Linked DNA regions of Mus musculus: region 2 is linked to region 1. The links are chromatin contacts, called in public targeted proximity ligation maps. All regions are on one chromosome and are shown on one strand. The core of a region is the stretch at or near the end of the contact, and the rest is flanking DNA. Distances in the headings are between cores, read along the strand shown.

Region 1 (7,630 bases), core at 3,081-5,580:
ACTGTTTTTATTATGATAGCTCTGCAGTACCTGAAATCATGATGGTGATATTTTTCAACAGTTTTTTTTGTTCTTCAGGATTATCTATCCTGGGTTGTTTGTTTTTCCATAGGAATCTGAAGATTGTTCTTTCAGGATCTGTGAAGAATTGTGTTGGACTTTTGATGGGGATTGCACTAAAACTGTAGATTGCTTTTGGCAGGATGTCCAGTTTTACTACATTAATCCTACTGATCCATAAGCATGGGAGATCGTTCTAGCTTCTGACATCTTCAGTTTTTATCAAACAGGTTTTTCAATGGCTTCATTAGAGTTACCCCAAAATCTTTTATTGTTTATTCTATTCATAATAGAAAGCTGTTGTTTCCCTGATTTCTTTCTCAGTCCATTTTTCATTTGTATAGAGGAGGCCTACTGATTTATTTATTTTTTGCTTTTCTTTTTTTTCCCAATTTTTTATTAGCTATTTTCTTCATTTACATTTCAAATGCTATCCCGAAAGTCCCCTATACCCTCCCCCCCCCCCCGTACCCTGCTCCCCTACCCACCCACTCCCACTTCTTGGCCCTGACATTCCCCTGTACTGGGGCATATAAAGTTTGCAAGACCAAGGGGCCTCTCTTCCCAATGATGGCCAATTAGGCCATCTTCTGCTACATATGCAGCTAGAGACACAAGCTCTGGGGGTACTGGTTAGTTCATATTGTTGTTCCACCTATAGGGTTGCAGACCCCTTCAGCTCCTTGGGTACTTTCTCTAGCTCCTCCATTGGGGGCCCTGTGAGCATCCACTTCTGTGTCTGATAGGCCCCTGCATAGCCTCGAAAGAGACAGCTATATCAGCGTCCCTTCAGCAAAATCTTGCTGGCATATGTCTGGGTTTGGTGGCTGATTATGGGATGGATCCCTGGGTGGGGTAGTCTCTGGATGGTCCATCCTTTTGTCTTAGCTCCAAACTTTGTCACTATAATGCCTTCCATGGGTATTTTGTTCTCCATTCTAAGGAGGAATGAAGTATCCACACTTTGGTCTTCCTTCTTCTTGATTTTCTTGTGTTTTGCAAATTGTATCTTGGGTGTTCTTTGTTTCTGGGCTAAATATAGGAGGGCTACTGATTTTTGTGAGTTAATTTTGTATCTAGTTGCTTTGCTGAAAGTGCTTATCAGCTGTAGACATTCCCCAGTAGAATTTTAGGGTTACCTATGTATATTATCATATCATCTGCAAATAAAGATACTTTGATTTCTTCCTTTCCATTTTGTATCCCCTTCATCTCCTTCAGGTATCTTATTTCTCTAGATAAGACTTTAAGTACTGTAGAGAGAGTAGACAACTTTGTCTTATTTCTGATTTTAGTGGAATTGCTTTGAGTTTCTCTCTATTGATGTTGGCTATGGGCTTGAAGTAAACTACCTTTATTGTATTGAGATAAGTCCCTTGTATCCCTAATCTCTCCAGGACTTTTATCATGAAGGAGTATCACGTTTGATTTTAGTTAAAGGTCTTCTTTGCGACTAACGAGATGATCATGTGGTTTTTGTCTTTCAGTTTGCTTTAGTATTGAGTTAGTAAGCTTTCTGTTGTTGTTTATATCCAGCTTCAAACCATGATGCTCAGATAGGATGCAGAATGTTATTTTGTTTTTGTTTTTAATATTTGTTGAGACTTGCTCTGTGTCTGAGTTTGTGGTCAATTTGGGAGACAGTTCCATGAAGTACTGAGAAGCAGATATATTCTTTTGGAAACTCTTTCCCCCTTGCAGCTTTTACTATTTTTCTTTGTTCTGCATGTTTAGTGTTTTGATTGTTATGTTTTGTGGAGAATTTTTTTCCTGGTCCAGTCTATTTGGTGTTCTGTGTGCTTCTTGTTCCTTTATGGGCATTTCCTTATTTAGGTTAGGGAAATTTTCTTCTATAATTTTGTTGAAAACATTTTCTGTGCCTTTGACCTGGGTTTCTTCTCCTTCCTCTATTCCTATTATTCTTAAATTTGTTCTTTTCATAGTGTCCCAGATTTCCTGGATAGTTTGTGCCTGGATTTTTTTAAATTTCTATTTTTTTAGATTTAATATTTTCTTTGATGGAGGCATCCAGTTCTTCTACTTAGTCTTCAATGCCTGAGATTCTCTCTTCCATCTCTTGTGTTCTGTTGGTAAAGCTTGCCTCTGAGGCTCCTGACTGAGTTCCTGATTTTTATATTTCCAGATTTCACTTAGTTTAGGTTTTCATTCTTGATTCTATTTCCACTTTCAGGTCTTGGACTGTTTTATCCAATTTCTTTTAATATTTATGTTTTCATAGATTTCTTTAAAGGATTTATTCATTTCTTCCTTAAAGACCTCTATAATATTCACAAAGGCCATTTTAGGGTCTTTTTCTTGTGATTGAGCTGTTTTGTAATACTCAGGACTTGCTCTGGTAGGTTGCTGGGCTCTAGTAGAGACATCATTTTGGCTGTTATTGATTGTGTTTTTAAACTGACATTTAAGCATCTGTGTTTGGGGAAATGATAAGTCTAGGTGCTGATATTTGTTGTTGTCCTTGTTGGGTGGGCAGTTTGCTCCTTGGTTTCTGTTGCCCTCTCCAGTTCCTAGGAGTGTGTGGAGAGTACGGAGGCCGTGTTTCCTGGTAGAAAAGTCTTCTGGGGTCATGAGAGGTGTGGCTGCTGGGGGATCCAGGTAACATGCATTTCTATGTATTGGGAGCTGACACTTAGAAGTAGGAATGGTCTAGGAGATAAGGACACTGAGAGGGTCCACAGGAGGGAGGAAGCAGGGTGTTCTACCAGGATCTGCTTAGTCCCTTGGGAATGGGGCAGAGAGTGAGGAGAGGCCACAGTAGGTGGTTTGCTACAGAGCTGGGGGTGAGACTGGGGACTGGACTTAGAGGGAGAGGTGAAGATCATCAGTTAGCTGACCTGCTTCTCTGCCCTGAATGCTGCTTGGAGTTTTGCCTCTGTTTCCCTCAGTGAAGGCCTGTGACCAGGGACCTGTAAGTCAAATAAACCCCTTCTGCTCCAAGTTGCTTTTAGTAATGGTCTTTATCACAGCAATAGAAATCAAACTAAGACACGCAGCAATAAGAAAAGCAATGAATACTAAGGGGAAAAAAAACCCTACTTCCACTTATGAAAAGAGCTTGTTAGTCATTGTATTCTTTTTAAAAATAAAAGCTAGGGATGTGTCTATTTCTCCTAGCACTCAGATCTGATGGTGTGCCCCTCAGTTAACAACTGTAAACCCCCATGGCCTTTGTGCTAGTCCACATCCCTCCATGCCCCCCACTTTCTAAAATACTTTTTATTTCTTCTTTTGGTGACTTTATAATATTAAATTATATATTTCTATGTCTAGTTCCTTCGCCTTGCATGATATCTTTTGACTGTGTTTTTTTTAATAAGAAGAAATTAGCCATTTCACCTCCTTTCTTCATCCCATCCCCCAGTTTTTGATGATAACATTATCATATTATGACATTTTGCTTTTGGAGTCTGTTATAGCATCCAGATCTTGCCTGTTGCGATTGCTCCTACAGAGCCATACCCATGGCATTCACAGTGTGTTTACACTGTGTCTTTACACTGTGAATGGTTCTTTCTGTCTTAGGGAGTTAGAAGCAGAGTCTGTGTGTCACATTCACCTGAGGCCTCTAGGAGAGGTTCTGATTGCTCCCACATCCTAGCCTGCCTTAGATGATCTAAGCTTGCAAAACAGTTCCTGAAAACCTGTTTTGCAGCCCTTACCTGATCTCTGTCCCCCTGGCCTATAAAAAGATTAGGGTTTAAAGAGACAAATGTTTTAGAGAAAGTTACTAGGTTGTGGTGGCATTATGAGTTCCTGCTCCCCTCAGGGGGTACTTAGAGATAAGCACTTGGAGACCTGATATGGGTCCCTGGGTGTTTGCCTGTGCCAGCATTGTGCCTAAAAGGGCTGGTTGGAATGTCTCGTGGTCTCAGTTGGGAAACAGCTGTGTATTCACAGACTTGGCTCCAGGAGAATGCTCATAGCTGGCAGGCTGGACCTGTAGGAGAGTGTTGGCTCTGAGAAGTGGGGAAACCACGGGGAAAGAGACTGGGCTTGCACTACTGATGGCCAGCCAGGGACTGTGCCTCGGCAGGCAATAGGTGTCCCAGAGGAGCCAGTGGGGGATTCCTTGGTGGAGAGTCCCCAGATGTGCTAAGATTGAACCTAATCCTTAGATTCAATAATGAGACATTAGTAGTCACCGCTCCAGCCAGATGGCAAGCTGCAAAGTAGACACAAGACATAGGAAGAGTGACATTGCAGTTGCCCACTGCCCTTCCCCTGAGCTATGCTTGTTCCCCACAGTCATGAGCCCAGTGCCAGGGAGCCAAGCCAACATTCAAATGAAGTTCCAAGCTTTCACTAGGACACAAATACGGACATTCTAACCACTGAATTTTAATTATGAGGTCATCAGAGGTCATTTTTCATCTCACACTGGAAGAGATGTCAGGGACCTAGCCTTGAATTCCATCTAAGTAGATGGAGGAGCAGTAAACCCCACGGAGCAGGCTTGACTAACACTAGGAAGGAACAGCAACCCATTTCTCTCCAGAGTCCGGCTTGTACACACTGTTCCCGGTGACACCAGGAGCATGGTGGGCGGTGAGCAGGAGACGTAATCCCGAGTCACTCAGGGGAGCAGTGTCATGAGCAGCCAAGCCAAATGCATTACTGCTCTTGATGTCATATTTTCACAGGCTTCTGTTTCAGACCATGGCTTTGTGTTGGCTTCTTCTCTCTGGCTAGAGGCAACTCAAGGAAGAGAGTTTTATCCTTAGATCTGTGGTCTGTCCTGTCGCGTGTGTTTTACCTAGAGCATTAGGCAGACATCCGTATCTGTTCTTTTGCATGTCTGTTTTGGCCCATCGTTGGAGAGGATACACTGTCATGATAGGGAAGTGGTAGCGGGAGCATGAGGTGGGTGGTCACATCCAGACTGCAGTTAGGGGACAGAGGGAGATGAATGTTTGTTCTCAGGCCACCGTCCCTCTGCTCTTTAATCTGTAGTGGACCCCAGCCTGTGTGTTGGTGATGTCTACTTTCAGGATAGCTCCTCCTCCTCCTCTTCCTCCCCCTCCCCCTCCCCCTCCCCCTCCTCCTCCTCCTCCTCCTCCTCCTCCTCCTCCTCCTCCTCCTCCTCCTCCTCCTCCCTTAAACCTGTATAGAAATGCCCCAGCAGAGATGAGTCTTCTAGGTTATTCTCAAGCCAGTCTAGTTGTCAGTAAAGGTGAACCATTAAGTCTCTTGTGTTTTCCTTGAACTTTTGTTAACAGTCTCTTGGCTCTGGGGCTAGAGATGTAGTGTTGTGCCAGGAAAATGTTAGTGACTCCCCCAAAACAGACAGGGATGCAACTCAAAGCAGGGTCTTTATTCTATTTGAGCTAGCTTCCCCCAATCCCCTCCAACCCACCGCCATCATGCAGAATGGTTTTGGCGTGTGTTTCTTGACACACGTTTCTTCTATTTGAGTTACTTCCCCAAAGTTGCAAAGGTATGTCCCAGGGAAAGCATTCTCTCCTTGCCCTGAATGTTTATTGGGGGCAAGGCTTTATAGTAAGCAGCAAGCAGGGAGTATATGTGTTCAAGCATCTAATTGGAAAGCTCCTGTGGCCTTGAACATGATTGGCTGGTGCTGGGAGACATATCACAAACTTAACTTCTGCTCTCCTCTGCATTTGTGGTTATTTGGCAGGAGGTAGGTTTGTAACCTGGGGGTGCAGGTTTGTTGGAAGACTAACCCAGAGACACTGGTCTTGTTGAGGGTGTAACCTGAAAATGGTGGGGCTTTTTTTGAGGGGTGATTAGCCTAGAGACTGGAGCTAGGCTCAGGTTTTGTTGGGGGGCAACTTGGAATCTAATGCTAGGTACCAGCCTGTTAGTTTACCTGAGTTCAAACTCAGGTTCTCTAAAATGGAATCTGAACTTTAAAGATCTGGCATCTTAGTAGCTCAGTTGGTAAGTGCTAGCCCTGGAGAGGTGGAGACAGGAGGATCAGAAATTCAAGATCAGCCATCGATACATAGTGAGTTTAGGCTATCATGGGCTACATGAGACTAAGTCTCTGTCTGGACATACACTGACTCTGAATGTGAGCTTTATGTATCTAGTTTCTTGACACACTTTTCTTCTATTTGAGTTACTTCCCCAAAGTTGCAAAGGTATGTCCCAGGGAAAGAATTCTCTCCTTCAACCTTTAGAGTAGCCACTGAGATCTTTTAGTAAAACCTGAAAAATGTTCATGTCACCTGAAGAGAAATCAGAGTGGCAGTGTGTAAAATGATTAATATTCTGTATCTATTAATTAATTAATGCTGGAAAATAATATGGCAGCAGTTGTACCTTAAACAGCTAGCTCTTCAAATCACCATACAGAGACCTTTTAATATTTCAAAGCTGTCTAGACTGTCATCTAGCTCTTCTAAGCTAACCCAACCACCTAGCCTCATCCAGCCACGTGGCTAACTAGCTATACCTTCCAGGCCTGTCATCACACCAGTCTCTTCCCATGTCTCCTGGCAAAAGAAATTTCTCCTCCTTCTCCCCAGAGTTCCTTTTTCCCTCCCAGGGGGACAAAAAGTGGGAAGTTTTACTTTCCACTTCCTGCCCAGCAAATTGGCCGTCAGTTTTTTATTAATGCCAATCAGAGAATGCCTTAGGTAGGTGAGGAAGGACAGAGACATAACGTCACACAGCATACCCTAACAGCACTGAACTCTTAACTTGAAAATACATCTTTTTATTTTATTTTTTTATTTTTTGTAGGAACGATCTTTGATTGGGGGAGGGTTCACCAATCCTTCTTGCCCGCGGTCTTCCTCGTGGCTGCCAGCAGGTTGCTCAGCTCCTCCCGCTTTCCCTAGGTGCGGATGTGCGTGGCCCCACCTTCTTCTTGATGAACTTGAGTGAGCTCTTGTCCTTGGACACTTTGAGAAACTCCATGGCTCGCTGCTGGCTCGTAGGGCACGAAGCTGCACACCTCCTGGATCATGTCCCACACGAACTTGGGTGTGCTTGTGACAGCGGCTGAGACAGGGTACCCCGGCTCTCGCCCGCCCCACGCCCGCATGCCGGGACACCCCGCGGGACCAGGAGGCCCGATGGGGGCAGATAAGCCTTGAAGAGACCCACTTACCTCAAGAAACATCTTTTTTAAACACTGATTTTTTTCCCACTATCTTTATGATTATTTCTTCCTCTGCTCTTTCTTGAGCATCAAATAATCAGAAGACCCAGTGTAAACTAGGGCCACTTGGAGTCAGTCTCTCTTTCTCTTTTCTTAAATTTTCACAATTTCGGTTTTAATTACTTGTGTCCTCTATTTTATCTTTTGGAGATTTATTTGTGTGTGTGTGTGTGTGAGAGAGAGAGAAAGAGAGAGAGAGAGAGAGAGAGAGAGAGAGAGAGAGAGAGAGAGAGAATATGAATATGCCAGATCTGTGCCCTCAGAGGCCAGAGGAGGGTCTTAGATTCTTCAAGTGGGAGTTCCCCAATGTAGATGCTAGGAATCGAACTCAGTTCCTCTGAAAGACCATCAAACCCTCTTAACTACCGAGTCTGCTCCAACCCTTCGTCAGTTCTTAATTTATCTTCTAGGTGTTCCTTTTAT
Region 2 (7,630 bases), core at 1,514-4,013, 220 kb before region 1:
CTACTAGCCACTGCCAGTCCTGGGTGTGGGAGCTTGCTATGGTCTGGCTCACTGGTAACATACAACACCAGGCTATAAGTCGCTTCTAGTTCTCAGCTTTCTCAATGGAACAACAGGTTTTGGGTTGTTGATTCTGTTTGTTTGTTTGTTTGTTTGTTTTACATCTTTCTCATTGGAAAGGCAATCCTGTGTGCTTAACATTCCTGGTTTCCCTGGAGATTTGTGGGCACAAGGACTTCACGCTGTACTCCCAACAGGGTCTCAGGCTAGCAATAGACTGTAACTCTACTTCCAGGGAATCCAATGGCCTCTTTTAGCCTCTGACAGTACCAGACATGTACACAGTGCACAGACATACATGCAGACAAAACAACCATACTATCAAATGCAAACATAAATAATTTTTTAAAAAAAATTTACTTATTTATTATATGTAAGTACACTGTAGCTGTCTTCAGACACTCCACAAGAGGGAGTCAGATCTCATTATAGATGGCTGTGAGCCACCATGTGGTTGCTGGGATTTGAACTCAGGACCTTCGGAAAAGCAGTCAGTGCTCTTAACCGCTGAGCCATCTCTCCAGGCCCCCCATAAATAATTTAAAATGCACACACACACACACACACACACACACACACACACACACACACACACACACACACACAACTGGACATGGTAGTTTTTTAACTCTGCCCCACAGTTACCTGGCAATAGCCAGGTGTGCCTGACTTACTATAAAAGGGGCTGCTTGTCCCCTCCTCACTCTCTTCTTCTCCTCTTCCCTCTCTGTCCCTTCTCTCCCCATTCCTCTCCCCCTCTTTCTCCACATGTTAATGGCTGGCCTCTGCTCCTCTTCTCGCTCTCTTTATCTCTCTCTCTCTCTCTGTCTCTACTCTCTCGACTCCTCATGCTCTAAATAAACTCTATTCCATGCTATATCTGTCATATGGCTGGTACCTCAGGGGGTTGGGATGCCTCAGCATGGGCCCAGAGTCACCCCTTCACCGTACCTCACCCTACAAACATATTCCAAGTTCTTTCTCTCTCTCTGTCTCTCTCTCTTTTTTAAAAACACAACAGCAGTGTTCACCCCATTATTCCAGTACTTGGGAGGCTGAGGCAGGAGGATTACCCCAAAATTGGAACCAGCAGGATTGCATGGAAGGGCCATTAGGGCCATAGTAACTAAGACCTCAACTCAAAAAAAGAAAAAGCAAATTCATGGGTAGGTGTTTTTCCTTTCTTAGTAAATGGAGGCACAATTGGTATGCTTTTATTTGCTTAACAGTTTGCTTGTGCTCATTTTTCTTAAAGTGATACTTTCTTAAAGCCTGAGCCTTCAGGTTTGATCTTCCTTTGCCTGGGGCGTGTGTGTGTGTGTGTGTGTGTGTGTGTGTGTGTGTGTGTATTGGCAGGTCTGATAACACCTGTTCCTCAGGATCTGTCCATGTTGGTTTATAAGACCGGGTCTTTCATTTTTCGGGGGCTGGTAAATCCAAGGATCTGTCTCCCCAGCTCTGGGATTACAAATCTGTGCTACCACTCCTGGTTTCTCTTGTTGGGGTTTTGTTTTTGTTGTTGTTGTTTTTGTTCTTTTTTTTTTTTCCTTGAGAGAGTGTCTCAGTTGACATAGTTACTCCTGGCGAAAGGGTTTTGTGGGGAGGAGAGGGCGCTCGTGCGCGAAGTTGCCTGGAATAGAACCTCAGCATCCTTTACAGGATTTTTAAAAAAGCAAACTAAAATACTTAAAATTGCAACGCAGTGGGCAAGTGCGAGCATTCACACCGCACAACTATCACCACTATCCATCTCGCCATCACCACAACTTTTATCCTGTACCCTGGAATCTTCTTAGGATTTTTTTTCCCCCCTGAGACAGGGTTTCTCTGTGTAGCCTGGCTATCCTCGAACTCACTCTGTAGATCAGGCTGGCCTCGAACTCAGAAATCCGTCTACCTATGCCTCCCAAGGGCTGGGATTAAAGGCATACGCTACCACTATCCAGCTTTTCTTTTTATTTTTTTTTTTTTCTTTTTCTTTTCTTTTCTTTTTTTCTTCCTAGGATTTTTTAACCAGACTAGGTTAAATGGAAGGCGAACTTGCGCCCCGGGTGCAGCCTTGGGCACTAGGCACATTCCTCCTTCCCCGCGGTGTGACTAAGCAGGCTCTGGGCTTAGTGCTCCGCCCTCACCTATTGTCCCCCGAGAGGAACCGGTATTTCCGGATTGGAGCCTCAGAGCCAGAGAACCAGGGAGGTTGGAGGGGGAGGGGGATTGAAATTGATCTTAAAACTTATCTTTCACCGATACCATTACCCGTTTCTCTTCTTCCCCAAACAAAAATCAACCCGTTCCACTCCCCTACCGTATACATACAGTGACCCACAAACACCCTTCCCGTGGTTTCTGAGGGGTGACTGACCTTTCCTCGCCAGCACCTGCGGAAAGACTGAAAGCAGATCTGGGCACGAATTAGATAAACCCTGCGAATGTTTATACTCTTGAGCCGAAGCTTGGGGGTTTTGCTGAGAAAAGAGGCGGAAGCGTCGCTCAATCCCTGCCCCACCGCTGGGTGGCGCCGGTGAGGCCTCCCCCTCCGCCAACAGGACGACCCAAAGTGGCGCGAGCTACTTTTTTTTTTTTTTTCCGGGTCTGGAGGAAGCAGGTGATGGCCACCGCCCATCTACCCTCCCCCTAACCACACACACTCTAGATAGGCACTTGTCCCCCTTTCTTCTAGCCCTCCAAACAGGAAATAGGTTGAGTCACAACAATACCCAGGAACGGCCGGTGGCGGAGGTCACTGGCTCCCGCCTGCTGCGGCAGCCCGCGGCACTCCGCCTCCGGACAGGCGCTGCCCGCGCTGCGCCGCCCGACGCCTGGGACCGTCGCTTTCTGCGCGCTGACTCTGCTGGCTGCCGCCGCCCCCCTTCTCCAGGCGAGTACCTGCGGCTCTGTCCCTCCCGGGGTACAAGATTGCTCTGGAGCCTTGGCTCGCCGCGGGGCAGCGTGCGTGAACGCCGGTTGTCCCCGTGGGGTTTGGGATGTGATTTCTTGAGCACTGCTTTTTGCGTGCGTACTTCCATCTCCCACCCTTGGGCAGCCTCGCATCACCGGGGTTGACTTAGGGTCACCCGGGATCTGAGTTTACGCCGCTGCTACAGGTGCCTGGCTCCTCCTTGTCCTTCCAGGCGGGGACATTGTTTCGCTCCCGCAGAGCGTCTCTTCTGCTAGATTCAGAGGGCCTTTGGGTTTCTGTTGGCAGCGATGGTATCTAAGGGGTGGGTGACCTGAACGGGCGCGGAGCGAGGGAAAGCTGGTGTCTGTGTGCAGGTGGGGGCGATCCTGGTGACCATGAGTCTGCCCCCTCCCCCGCCGCCGACAGGAAAACAGTCCCGTCGCTTTGTGAAACATTTAATTCGACTTTGTGTGTGTGTGTATATATATATTTGGGGTCTTTCGACTCTTTTATAAAGGACGAGCCGAGTTGTCAACACAGGGCGTTGTCAGCTCTCCAGGGCTGCTTTCCGTGGCTTTTCTATGGGACTCTCAGTCAAAGCCGAGTTGGAGATTTTTATGTTGGAAAAAGGCCACCGAATGCCAAGCATTCTCCGAGCTTGAAAAGGGTGTTTTCCAGGCTGCTGCAGTGTGCGAGAGGGTTTCTGAGCTACTGTCTCTGAGTTGTCCACCGCGCCTTCCCAGGTCCGCAGGTGTGCGGGTTCTGTTCAGAGGCTCCTCTGGCCTCTAAAAGTTTCCCGACTTTCCTAGTTCATTTGAAAGACCAGTTTCCTGGTAAGGAGAGAGGGATTCTGGGACATTGCCTGGGGGCCTCTTGAAAACCCAGGTTTCAGGCCGCACCCTAGACCTGTTAGCCCTGGGATCTATTTGCACTTTGACCTTTGGGAACCTTTGGCCCAAGAAAAGTGGCGGTGCCCAGCTAAGGAATGAATCACGTCGGACTCCTACTCAGCCTTAAATCTGAATGCTATTTTAAAAATGGGGACAGACAGTACAGCCACACTGGACCTACCCACTCCGCCCCCAGAGCCATTGGCTCTTTATTGAGATTTGAAGATATTTGGCTAACATATAAGGCTGCAGGTTTTTTTGTTTCTGGCCTTGAAATGTGCCTTAAAATGATACGGAACGTGAAATTGAGCATTTTAACCTTCCTAAATGTTAAGTTAAACGGCACCGAATGCCCTCAGTTTTCTTCAGGGGGCTGAGAATCCTGACTAGGAATGTAATAGGCAGAATAGATGCAACATTACTAAGTGGCCAAGGTAGGCTAGCTGCAGGATTCTGTTGTGTGCTTTCCATTAAGGAAGATAAAGAGCCAGGAGGGTTTTCTTTTGTCTAGACTGCAATGGAATGGAGTCACCTAGGGAGTGGACTCAGCCCGCATGAATTAACTAAGTATAGATTCCCCGAAATCTCTTAATTCCTCATTGCCTTGGTACTAAGTAATGAAACTGCACTTAAAAAAAAATTACAGGGCTGGAGAGATGGCCCAGAGGTATTAGCACTGACTGCTCTTCCAGAGGTCCTGGAGTTCAATTCCCAGCAACCACATGGTAGCTCACAACCATCTGAAATAGGATCTGGTGCCTTCTTCTGGTGTGTCTGAAGACAGTTACAGTGTACACATATGCATTAAATAAATAAGTCTTTAAAAAACTTACTTTTTATAACAGAGCTTGGTGGCACTCAGCTTTAATCTCAGCGCTCAGAAGACAGCAGGATGAATTCTGTGAGGTCCAGGCCAGCATGGTTACTAGCAAACTCTAGGCTAGCTAATGAGTGTTTTCTCCTACCTTATGGGTCCTGGGGTGGGAGGGAGCCTTAGACTTGGCTGCAAGCCCCTCTACTGCATGAGTCTTCATTGCTACCCCCACCTCCACCCCACCCCACCCCCTTGTGTGTGAGTGTGTGTGTGTGTGTGTGTGTGTGTGTGGTTGTGTGTATGTGTGGTATGTGTATGTGTTTGTGTGAGTGAGTGTATGTGTGTGTGTGGTATGTATAGTGTGTGTGTATGTGTGTGTGGTGTGAGTGTGTTTATGTGGTGTGTGTATGTGTGTGCTTGTGTGAGTGTGTATGTGTGTGTGTATGTGTGTGTGTGGTATGTGTGTGTTGTGTGTATGTATGTATGTGTGTGTATTGGTGTGTGTGTGTGTATGTGTGTGTATGTGTGTGTTTGTGTGTGTGTGTGGTGTGTGAGTGTGTATGTTGTATGTGTGTGTGTTGTGTGTGTGTATATGTGTGTGGGTGTGTGTGTGGTGTGTGTGCGGGTGTGAGCGCTGTATGCACCGGCATGTGGAAGCCAGAACTTGACATCAGGTGGCTTCCTACCTTCTATCCTGAGGCAATGTCTCTCTCTCACTTGAACCCAGAGCTTCCTGATTTGCCTGTCCAGCTCGCCAGCTTGCTCTGAGGGTCCCTGTCTTCGATTCCCAGTGAGATTACAGTCTGGGCTCTGCCCCACAGTTACTGTTGTCCACAAGTGAAGTTTGAGTGGCAAGTTCTTTACCCACTGAGCGGTCTCTCCAGTCCCTCCCCTACTTTCATATATATATATATATATATATATATATACACACACACACACACACACACAAACACACACACACACACACACACACACACACACACACACACACACATATATATATATATATTTATAGTAAAGTGTATATGGGTGTTTTGGTGTTTTGCCTGACTAAAAGTCTGTGAGCCGTGGTCTGTCTAGTGCTCTTGGAGACCAGAAGAGGGCATTGTATTCATTAACTTTGAGGTTACAAATATTGGGTTTTGGGGAAATCAAACCTAGGTCCTCTGGAAGAACAGCCAGCGCTCTTAACCACTGTGATGTCTCTCCAACACGCCGCCCTCCCCACTTCATTTAACACGGACTTTTAAGTTTTAAAAGTAGCCTGAATGAACTTTAAGAAAAAGCTTCTCTCCGCAAATATTGGAGCCACAGCAAGACTTGAGGGGACTAAAAAAAGATTTTAAATAGAAATTTAAAATATTTCCACCTGTTTTTAAAATATATTTGTAAAAGATTTATTTTATGTTTGTCTATGTGTCCATGTGTGGGTGTGTGCCCGATAAGACCGGAAGAGGGCGTTAGATCCCTTGGAGCTGTAGTTCAAAGACTGGGTGTGTTGGGAACCCAACCTTATAGAGTTCTGCACTTAACCTCTGAGCTCCAATCCCTTCCTGTTATGTTAATGTTCAGGGTGAGGGTCCAGTAGCCCCATCCACAGTAATAAGGATGTTTCTATAGCTTAGGAAATTGTTATAGTGATGAGTTGTTTTCATTTGTTAAAAGCTTCAGTTTGTGGTCTGGCGGCACATTTTCCATGAGAACATAAATGTGAACAGGTCTCAGAAGTCATTGTGATAGATCAAGAACATGACTCAGGACACACAGCAGACGGGGCGCAACGGTGCTGGGCACTTTAATAAATAACTGCCTAGTGGCAGGTCCTTCAAACAGGCTCCTTCTTTTCTTTCTTAAGACTCATGACTGATTGTGTTGGGACTTTCATCTGAAGGAGGTACGCACACGGAGGAAGGAGTTTACAGCTTCCTTTGATTGAAAAGTCCCTTTGAAATTGTTGACAATAACTCAGCCAAGATCTAGCAAGAAAGTCTGTCCATTCCCCGCCCCCCCCCCCCCCCCCCAGAGATTCCGGCATTCACAGCGTTCCAACCGCTAATTCTTCTTACTTCTGCAAGGCTGAGTGGAGCGGAGTTTCCCTCCTTTCTTAGAATAGCTTTGAAAACATACTGTAGTTTCATGTTTTATCTAGCGACAAATGCTGTTTTGTTTGCAGTCCACAGAGAAGGGGGAAAAATCTTTAGGAAACAACCGAGGAAAAATGTTATTAAAAATGAAAACCTGCCAAGTCTTTGGCTCACTAAATCCGGGGTTTATATTGGAATATGTAGGTGTAGGCACCTGTAGTGGTTCTCTTATATAAACAGGTTTAGGAGTCAACTCGGGAAACTGTGCATGCACACACACTTGAGTGGACATTCAAACTAAGACACTGTTTTAAACTTTATTATTTTATCAATTCTTATGTATGGGCCTTTTGCCCATGTATAGGCCAGTGCACCACATCATTTAGTGCCCTCAGAGGTCAGAAAGGGCATGTGGTGCGCAGATGTACATTTGAACAAAACACCCATACAGAAAGCAGAGGATAACAACAATAAAGACATAAGAATCAGTCTGAGCCGGGCAGTGGTGGCACACTCCTTTAATCCCAGCACTTGGGAGGCAGAGGCAGACGGATTTCTGAGTTCAAGGCCAGCCTGGTCTACAGAGTGAGTTCCAGGACAGCCAGGGCTATACAGAGAAACCCTGTCTTGAAAAAAACCAAAACAAACAACCAAACAAAAACTCAGTCTTAGTTTGCCAGTTCTAATCTGCACCCCCTCTCCTCTTCCTCCTCCTTTTTTGAGACAAGGTCTCTGTTTATAACCCTGGCTGTCCTGGGACTCATTCTATGGACTAGGCTGGTGTTGAAATCATAGATAGATATCCTCCTGCCTCTGCTTCCCAAGTGCTGGGATTAAAGGCATCTGATCCATCACCATGCCAGGCCTCTCTTTTTCTAAA

The links.
Region 2: a targeted proximity ligation map of bone marrow-derived macrophages shows a contact between it and region 1, with 3 times the contacts expected there. A contact is called at or near these places in 2 of 39 promoter capture datasets (both in the 3T3-L1 cell line), 3 of 130 datasets of targeted methods (bone marrow-derived macrophages, extraembryonic endoderm stem cells and pancreatic cancer cells) and 1 of 9 other capture datasets (embryonic stem cells).

What each region holds. Positions count from the first base shown.
Region 1 is chr19:24,004,196-24,011,825 of GRCm38.p6, reverse strand. The region is part of intron 2 of Fam189a2 (family with sequence similarity 189, member A2); the gene reads left to right. Among named protein-coding and RNA genes, the nearest start is that of Fam189a2, 23 kb to the left of the region's middle.
Region 2 is chr19:24,220,159-24,227,788 of GRCm38.p6, reverse strand. It overlaps Tjp2 (tight junction protein 2), which reads left to right and starts at 2,763. Exons shown (of 24, transcript NM_001376368.1): 1 at 2,763-2,938.